Regions from separate parts of the Pan troglodytes genome. Here region 1 is linked to region 2. A link is a contact called in public Hi-C data. All regions are on one chromosome and are shown on one strand. The core of a region is the stretch at or near the end of the contact, and the rest is flanking DNA. Distances in the headings are between cores, read along the strand shown.

The links. A called contact is a pair of places that touch in the nucleus more often than the background predicts.
Region 1: a Hi-C map of induced pluripotent stem cells shows a contact between it and region 2, with 3 times the contacts expected there. The contact joins two enhancer-like sites. A contact is called at or near these places in 3 of 7 Hi-C or Micro-C datasets (blood, induced pluripotent stem cells and stem cell-derived neural progenitor cells), 1 of 1 datasets of contacts at active chromatin or transcription factors (stem cell-derived excitatory neurons) and 1 of 1 other capture datasets (stem cell-derived neural stem cells).

Annotation. Positions count from the first base shown.
Region 1 is chr6:94,369,700-94,374,061 of NHGRI_mPanTro3-v2.0_pri, reverse strand. It overlaps SEMA3D (semaphorin 3D), which reads left to right. Exons shown (of 18, transcript XM_016957662.4): 13 at 622-710; 14 at 2,650-2,691. Among named protein-coding and RNA genes, the nearest start is that of SEMA3D, 170 kb to the left of the region's middle. Within about 2 kb of position 1,526, at least 1 of the 24 cell types and tissues checked has an H3K27ac peak or open chromatin away from gene starts, as enhancers often do. A contact at or near this core is called in induced pluripotent stem cells, where this site is marked.
Region 2 is chr6:93,554,461-93,558,535 of NHGRI_mPanTro3-v2.0_pri, reverse strand. The region is part of intron 3 of SEMA3A (semaphorin 3A); the gene reads left to right. Among named protein-coding and RNA genes, the nearest start is that of SEMA3A, 310 kb to the left of the region's middle. Within about 2 kb of position 2,410, at least 5 of the 24 cell types and tissues checked have an H3K27ac peak or open chromatin away from gene starts, as enhancers often do. A contact at or near this core is called in induced pluripotent stem cells, where this site is marked.

The DNA of each region.
Region 1 (4,362 bases), core at 277-2,776, 820 kb before region 2:
AATGTCAATTTTTGGTTTGCATTATCAACCTTGTATTAAGTTGAACTTAAATAATTTTAAACAAACCTTCCATTTCTCATCTATTAATAAGGATTCTGAAGATAGAATACATTTGAAGAGTGAGCTACAATTTCCCTCAGATAGCTTCAATGATTTTTTTGTTCATTTGACAACATTATTAAAAGAAGATATATCTGTCTTTCATGGTGAATTGGATATAATAACTACTTAATAAATATATATTACATGGAAGGAAGAGAGAGAATTTGTTATTTTAATATATTTTTAACTTTTTAAGTTAAGGTCAAAACGTTTGCTCTATTAACGTTTCAAACAATATTTAAATTATACATATATATATATTACTTTTGTTAAGAATATACTCTGAATATGCATCCTTTAACATTCTCTCTATAAATGGGTGTTCTACTAGCTAAAAGCTATATTTTGGGAGGACAAAACTTAAACATTCAGCTTCACTTCATGCATGTTTCATTTAATCTGTTTTTTGAAAGGCATTTAAAGAGAAGTGAGGGGAATGATTTGCAGGTTTCTAGGGATATGCTTACCACTAATTTTTGAGATAGAAACAATGGGATCATGGGTTATGCATTTTTTCAGACATTGGAACTGTCCTCAAAGTTGTCAGCATTTCAAAGGAAAAGTGGAATATGGAAGAGGTAGTGCTGGAGGAGTTGCAGATATTCAAGGTAAGACTCAGTCCAGAGTGCCAGGAGAAAAGATGTTGAAACTGAGTAGCGCTTGTTACAGGGCACCCTTGTTTTAATACATCATCAGGTTACCTGAAGAAGCCTTTGAAATTAGCTTTCTTAGTTTTCTTTTCCCAAAGCAGTGGAAAAAGTTTTATAAGCGACTAGGAATGGGACTCACCTTCCTCTGTAGAATACCGCTGAATTCAGGGCTCCCGGGATTGCCTCTCATTACTGCATTCTCTAAGCATATAGTCAGACAAATTGCCACATTAAATGAAAGCCTGGGGTCTCTTTTACTATCCAGATGCTTTTCTACTTTATAAATTTTACTTTTCAATTTTTCCCCAATTGAATTTGAGAAAAATAGACCAGTGTATAAATCATGTGTCCCTGCTTTTCTGTAAGGAAATTAAAAAAATATATAGGTTGCATCATAGTAAGTCTTCATGTATGCTAAACTCCTCTCAACCGGCAAAAAGAGTTAGTAGATCTAGAAGAATAGTTCTCCAGATTTGGAGAATGTATTTGACTTTTAACAATAACTCTCAATTGTGGCATGCTTTGTAAATCCTCAGTAAAATTAAGTTTACAATTATTTGCTGATTGTAACATTTGAAATACTTTTTTTCTCAGAAAAACTTTTTTAACAATATGCTTTGTTTATTATAACATTTTTATTGAGACAGTTTATTAAAATGGATTGTTTCCATGTAAATAATGCTTTAAAAGAGAATAAAGCCTTCCTCTGTGAGGGGCTCAAGTTAATTAACATGCTGAGTTCCACAGGATCCTGTTTACGTTGTGATGATAATAGTGGTCAGGGAGTTAACAAGAACAAGACCTGCTATCTGGTGTCTACCAAAACAAAATCTTGGGTGGTTCCTAGGGGAAGGCCAGATGTCAAACATAAGTGTGAACCCAGAGGCCAAAAATACAGTGCCTATAACACACATAAGCACATTAGAACAAGTCTCGTTCAATGGTGTTAGACAGTGGTCAAGAAGAATTACTTGGATTCTGCTGTTAAAATTACATAAATGACCAGTTTTTGTTTTCTTTTCTTATTGTAAAAACAGCTTTATTGAGGTATAATTGAGATACAAACAAAAAACTGAACATATTGTATGTATATAATTTGATAAGTTTGGCCATGTCTTTAAAATTGATAACAAAAATGCTATTTGATAGAACTTTCTCACTGAAATTTTTTCTTTCATATATTTCTTTAAATCTTTAACATCTAATACTGCTTGTCAATTAGTAAATATGAGCTGGTGCTAAATGAATAAATAGTAGACAGATGATAGGTAGATGGAAAATTTTTTAAGCCATCTTGTCCTTTTTAGTTTGTTAGCTTTTGTGTTCATGTTTCTGATTTTATCTTGCATGCACTGAGCCATATTTTTTTACAAACAAAACTAGCCTTAGTTCATATCATGAAATCATGTGCACCATTATTGTGTAGTGTTCCGTAAAGAATATGGTCATCCACAAGGAGCACTATAACTTTTCAAAACTCTGCTACTTAAACAACTTTTTGAAACACTGATCTAAGTAAGAGCAGAAAGAGGTAATAAATAATTATGGAGATGTTCTTGTCAACACTAGTTTGACTTATATGGAAGCAGTTAAGATAAGCAGATTTAGAAGAAGAACACTTGTGAGTAACTGGGAACAATTTTCAATGCAGAGTATTTTCCTATACATTTAAGTCACTTATCTTTAATAAGATACTACAAAATAACTTTTTATCATTTTTGTTAAGGTACAATCACTACATTTTGGAAGAAAATAGCAAACAATAAGAACTTTATTTCCTTATGTAACAGACTTGATGTTTACTTCAGTGATATATGGCATCAGATAAAACAACATATTGTTTAATATAAAAACCTGTTAATGATTATCTTTATTGACATTTAACTTCTATTTTCAGCACTCATCAATCATCTTGAACATGGAATTGTCTCTGAAGCAGGTACTTTTTAACTTTTGTATGAAAGTTAATCACAAAAGCAATGGGCTGCTTGAATCAAACTTTATTTGAAAAAAAATCCATTGAAATTGGAAGTTAAATTTTAAGAAATTTAAAACATTATTTGTTTCTCTTGTAATTCATTAGAGACCATTGTTTCAGCCTTGCCTTGGGAGAAATTGAGACAAATTTCATTAATTGAATGATGCATTCTCCCCTTCCTTTGGATCTTAAAAACTGAACTCACTTTCCTAGGCTCATGAGAATGTCGTTCTATCAAGCCCATTAGACATTCATGTAGAATATCAACCCTAACCATTACAAAGGGTTTTTAATCTGGGGGTCTAGGAGTTAGAATATGAACTGTGGTGGCAGCCCAACAGCCAACCTTCCACATATCACATAATATCGAACTCTCAGAATCAATTTCCTCAACAGTAAAGTTAGAAAAACAATATCCACCTCCAGAGTTTGTTGGGAGTTTAAAGAGGATGCTTCATACAACATTCTAAACAGACAGCAGGCACATAAGTGTAAAGTAAATGGTAACTAATTATAATAATAGTAATAATCTTTAACATTATTTCATAACTCTCTGATATGATATTCCAAATTACAATTGTTTCAAGAGATTCAAACTGCACTATTATTTCTATTTGCACCCCCAAGATTTAAGAAAGCCATATGACATGTTCAACATCAAGGTGTTGCTAAAATTGACTTAATCTATTACTGTTCGTATGGCAGAGTGATTTTTTTAGGAAATTATCTAAATAGTTTTCTTCTTCAGGGCTTTGTCATTTATTTGTTCATTCACTTATCATTTATTTCTTAAAGGCCTAAGGTGCTTGGAGGGTACATGAATGAATGAATAACATAGCTCGCCATTAACCTCCAGAAGCTCACAGTATAGCTGAGTGTCAAAGGAAGACACTTACACTGCACAGTAATAAGAGAGTCTAGAAAGACAGAGACAAGAAAGTGGCCTAAAGGGAGCCAGAAGGAACAGGGAAAGATAACTGAAAGAAGAGACATACAGCTTGAATTATGAAGGATGTCATAGTTAACCAGATATATTAAAAGGAGAATGGAATGGAGGAGCATATGCCAACCAGAAGGGGAGAATCTTTGCCAAAGTGTGAAGAGTGAGAGACTATAGCTTATTGTAATAAGTTTGTGTACAATTAGAGTATGGATCATATGTGTGTTCAAAGGGCAGGAAGGCTAGAAATGAATCTGGAGAAGTAAGACAGAACAAGATTAGGCACATCTTTATATATCTTTATATATCCTCCTAAGAAGTTTAGCAGCATATCTTAAAAACAATGAAAACCCCTGGATGCTTGGATAATGCTCACCTGTAGTGCAGCTACTCAGGAGCCTAGAATGGGAGGATACCTTGAGCCCAGGAGCTCAAGTCCAGTCTGGGCAACATAGTGAGAACCTGGCTCAAAAAAAAAAAAAGCCATTGAAAAGGAAAACAAACAAACAAAAATACATTTATGATTAAGAAGGAGGGTGTTATAATAAGATTTTCTTTTTAGAAAGATCAGTCTGGTGTGGCAGTGCGGAAGATAGACTGGGTACTGGGGTAGAGATGGGGGTTGTTGGAAAACAAAATCAAAGCCAGCAGAAATAGGACACTTACAAGTAATCCAGGAAAGAAGTGATAAG
Region 2 (4,075 bases), core at 1,161-3,660:
TGAATTTAGAGTCCACTGAGGAAATGTGATACAAAGCAATAGGAACTATAATAGATAAATGCACTCAACACCGTAGAAACATAGGAAGAAGGAGCTCCTAGAATACTTGCAAAATATTGTGATGTATTATGCAAGGCTTTTTCAAAAATATATAAAGTAATCCTATATACTGAGTCCCTAATGCAAAATCTTATATCCTGAGTCCCTAATGCAAACTGTAGGCAGATTAGCTTTAGGGGAATACAATAGCCCTTAATCATGAGTAATCCAACAAAATATGTAGACAATCTGTCATCAGCTAGAGTCTTCTAGAAGAATAGAGAAGATACTACTAGAAGGGATGAAAAACAACACAGGAATTAATGAAATGAGTATAACAGTATAGATGTATTAAAAAATTAAGCACATTATGCCAAAATAGATACAGAAAGATTTATAGATGGTTTATATAATTTGGGGCAGGGAAAAAAAGAGATAAATTGGCATTAGGACATTCATGACTAGGAATATACATCTGTATCCTAAAAAAATAACCTGTGATTAGTTTTGTAAGTCACAAAGACTGGCGCCTAAACATATCTCAAAATTTTGTTGAATGAATGGGTAAATATAAAGGAAACAATGCAAGATATGTGATAAGTAAAATGTTTTCAATGGTTACCAGTTTTGAGAGTAGAGAAAGAGTATATTTGAAATTATTTCTCTGGAAACAAATTAAGTGCCCTGGATTGCACACTGTGGCAAGCACCTACCAAGTCATGTCAACAGCCCAAGAAAGAGACTACCACATTAACTCGGTTTGTTCAATTTCAGTTTTCCTATTTCCATAAGTGATTGCAACTTTGATTTAACAGAATAGAAAGAGGCTTCACAGCATCAATAAATGTGCAGTGAATATTTAATAGATGAAATTAGACCACTAAAATATCAGATTATTATTTATTATTTTTAAAATTGACAATAAAATTGGATGTATTAACTGTGTAGGACATATTGTTTTAAAGCATGTATGCAATGTGGAATGACTTAATCTAGCTAATTAGCATATGCATTTCCTCCCATAGTTATCACTTTTGTGGTGAGAACACTTTACATTCACTCTCTTAGCATTTTTCTAGAATTCAATATATTGCAAACTATAGTTGCCATGTTGTACAATTCTATCAAAAATATCAAATATCATTTCAACAAAGTTACGCAATGAGAACTACACTCATTGTTTTAAATCATAGGTTAAAAAAATAAATTTGTTTTCCTCATGTATAATCAGCACATTGTGACAGTTCACTCATAAAGCTTTAGTTGAGATGGCAAAGTGTATGTGAGAACACAATTGCATTGGGCAAACATCGTTTTTGTCTCAAAAGGAAGATTATAAAGTTTAATTAGATGTTTGGGGATCTTTAAAGTGCTTTAAGTCACCAAAGTTATGTATCAACTTTAAAAAATCAACCAAGGGAATACTCACATTGTCACTTAAGTCCTTAAGTCAAACTTTTTCAACTTGAATCTGTAATTTAAGAAGATTCAAAGTTAGACATATTGGATGTTATTTCTGTTCTCTTTGATACAACAGGAAAAGGAAAATGAATTTATGTTGATTGATTTTCAAAGAGATTAGTTCTATGGATATGCTCTAAGAAAAAAATGGGATTTTTAAAAACACATTATTGTCAATAATAAAAACATTGTTAACTAATAAACAAGGCATTTTCTAATCTCCTCCATAAGGTGACAGCTGCTTTTGTAGCCAAGGCAGTGAAATTAAACCTGGAATATAATGCTACTCTACACATTGGGGGGCAGGGAAAGAAGCATAAACTGGATCAAATGATGTTTTACACTTGAGACAATATGGAATAAAAATAATTGAAGTCTTTTTTTCTAACTATTGCAACTTACAGAAATCTGTGCCCTTAAAAAGCAGAATGCACTGTAGATTTTGAATCACCATTTACCAAACAGTTGATTTTGCCATTATAATAAACCCTTTTAAGGAGCTTTAATTCTAGGTTTCAGCATTCCTGTTCTTTATTCTTACCAGCTTCAAGCTCATTGAAAACATTTAAGACAAAGAAAAAAGTCCTCTTCCTAGGCCATAGAGATTGTAATAAACTTACATCTGAGGTGCAACATTCTTTTTCAGTGGATAACAAAGGGGAACTCTATGCATCTGCTTTGCATGAGTCAGATGTAAAGTAATCCTTTAAACCATATTGCTTAGTCTCTTCACTTTGTTTATTTAGTGTAGACCTACTTATTTATTTATTCAGTGAAAATATGTGTGATATGCCTTTACTGAAAGCAAACAGCTAATAAGTTAATATCCTGAAACACCCGATAGCCAACCTGCTCATTTCATTTGTATTCCACAGATGCCTCATTTTTTCCCCCTCACTGCCTAGCCTGTACTGATCAGTATTAACAATGGGATTTTTGTCTCACTTGAAAACTTTCTTGTTCCATTTGAGTTGAGGTGGAGACTCTCACTTAAAAAAAAAAAAAAAAGGAAAAAAAACCCCAGGTATTTTCAGTGTTTCACTGCTTTTAATATATTAATATTCAGGAACACCGCATTCATTCTTCAGATAATCTCACAAAGTAGCTGTAGTGATGACAAGACCCTTAAGCAGATAGAAATGGCAAAGAGAAAATGCCACTTTGAAACATTCTGAAATGTTAAAAATGTGTTGAATTTAAGAAGACAAAAGAAAAGAGAGACCATAGAAGTGATAAATCATTTCTATAACCGTATTTTAGCTACATTTGGCAAGTGGGATACTAACCATAACTTATGAAATTTTATGCATCCCTTCTCTTGTCACTCTCTTTCATCCCCCACTCAAACTTACCAACCTAATAAAATTCACCTACTGGCTCCATTACTCAAACTCTCAGGGAAAAGACAGTTTACCACTAGAAGACTTTCCCTGTAATTTCTGATAACCTAAATTGTCTAGGATTTTCTTCAACTCTACCGCCATCATTAATGACTATTTGAACAGTTTCTGGTCTCCTTCTGTATTGTTTTAATATTAAGACTTATCACATCAATTCATTTGAAAAACAAGGAATATTTTTATGTTCTGAGTCCCTATTTACCTTAAAGTATCATAAACATTAATATTGCAAAAGAAAACAGGAAAACACAAAACTTTTTTTTTTTCCCCCAAACTGTTACAAATTCAGTCCAGGGGAAGGAAGAGCTTCTTTTACTGAAATCACTATTCATGATGAGGGTGGGTCAGGGCATGGCGGGGTGGGAGAGTCAAAGGGAGAGGGAAGAGTTAATGCTTCCCTACAGATTGAATTCTCTTTGCATTTTATCAATTCCTTCTCTCAACTCATGCTTTCACATGTTGCTTATACTGAAAGCATTCATAAGGGTCAGATTCTAAAAAGTTTAACTTAATTTCTTAAACATTGCTTTTAACCTGCCACCCCCGGTTTCCAGCAACATCTACAGTAGTTCCTAAATCACTATCATTTTTGGCTAGAATGAATAATACATCAACTGTTTAGTTTCTCCAATTAATAGAGTGTCTTCTGATCGTCTAAAGAATTTTTTCACCCACAGAATTCTTTTTTAGAAAAAAGAAAGGTTCAAATTTCTTGTATAGAAAAACCTTCATTAAAAATGAATTTCCAACATCAGAAGTCAGAGCAAGGCAAATGTTTGAGTATGACATTTGCTGAAATTCTGTTGATTGTAAGCCTTCCTCAAATACTAATGAAGCGTTCCTTGAAGAAAAAAAAAAACGGAAATAACAGATGTTGATTGAAAAACAATATGTTTTTTACATGTCTCAATTGAAAAACACCTTGCCAAGAATACTAAAATTTGTGTTTTTAGTACTGGTTTCCTCTTTGGTGTTATTTCTTAGAAGAACAGATTAACTAACTCATTTAAAAATTCCTAACTTAGTAATTTCCTTTAAAGAGGTCATCTGCTTCTGAGGGTGGCACACTTTTGGGGATTTCCTGTATCTGATCACAATGAAATGGGTATGGAAGGTGATTTGCAGAAAGAGGTGAGATTATTTAATCAAGTGCATCCTAACTTCAGGTACATTTT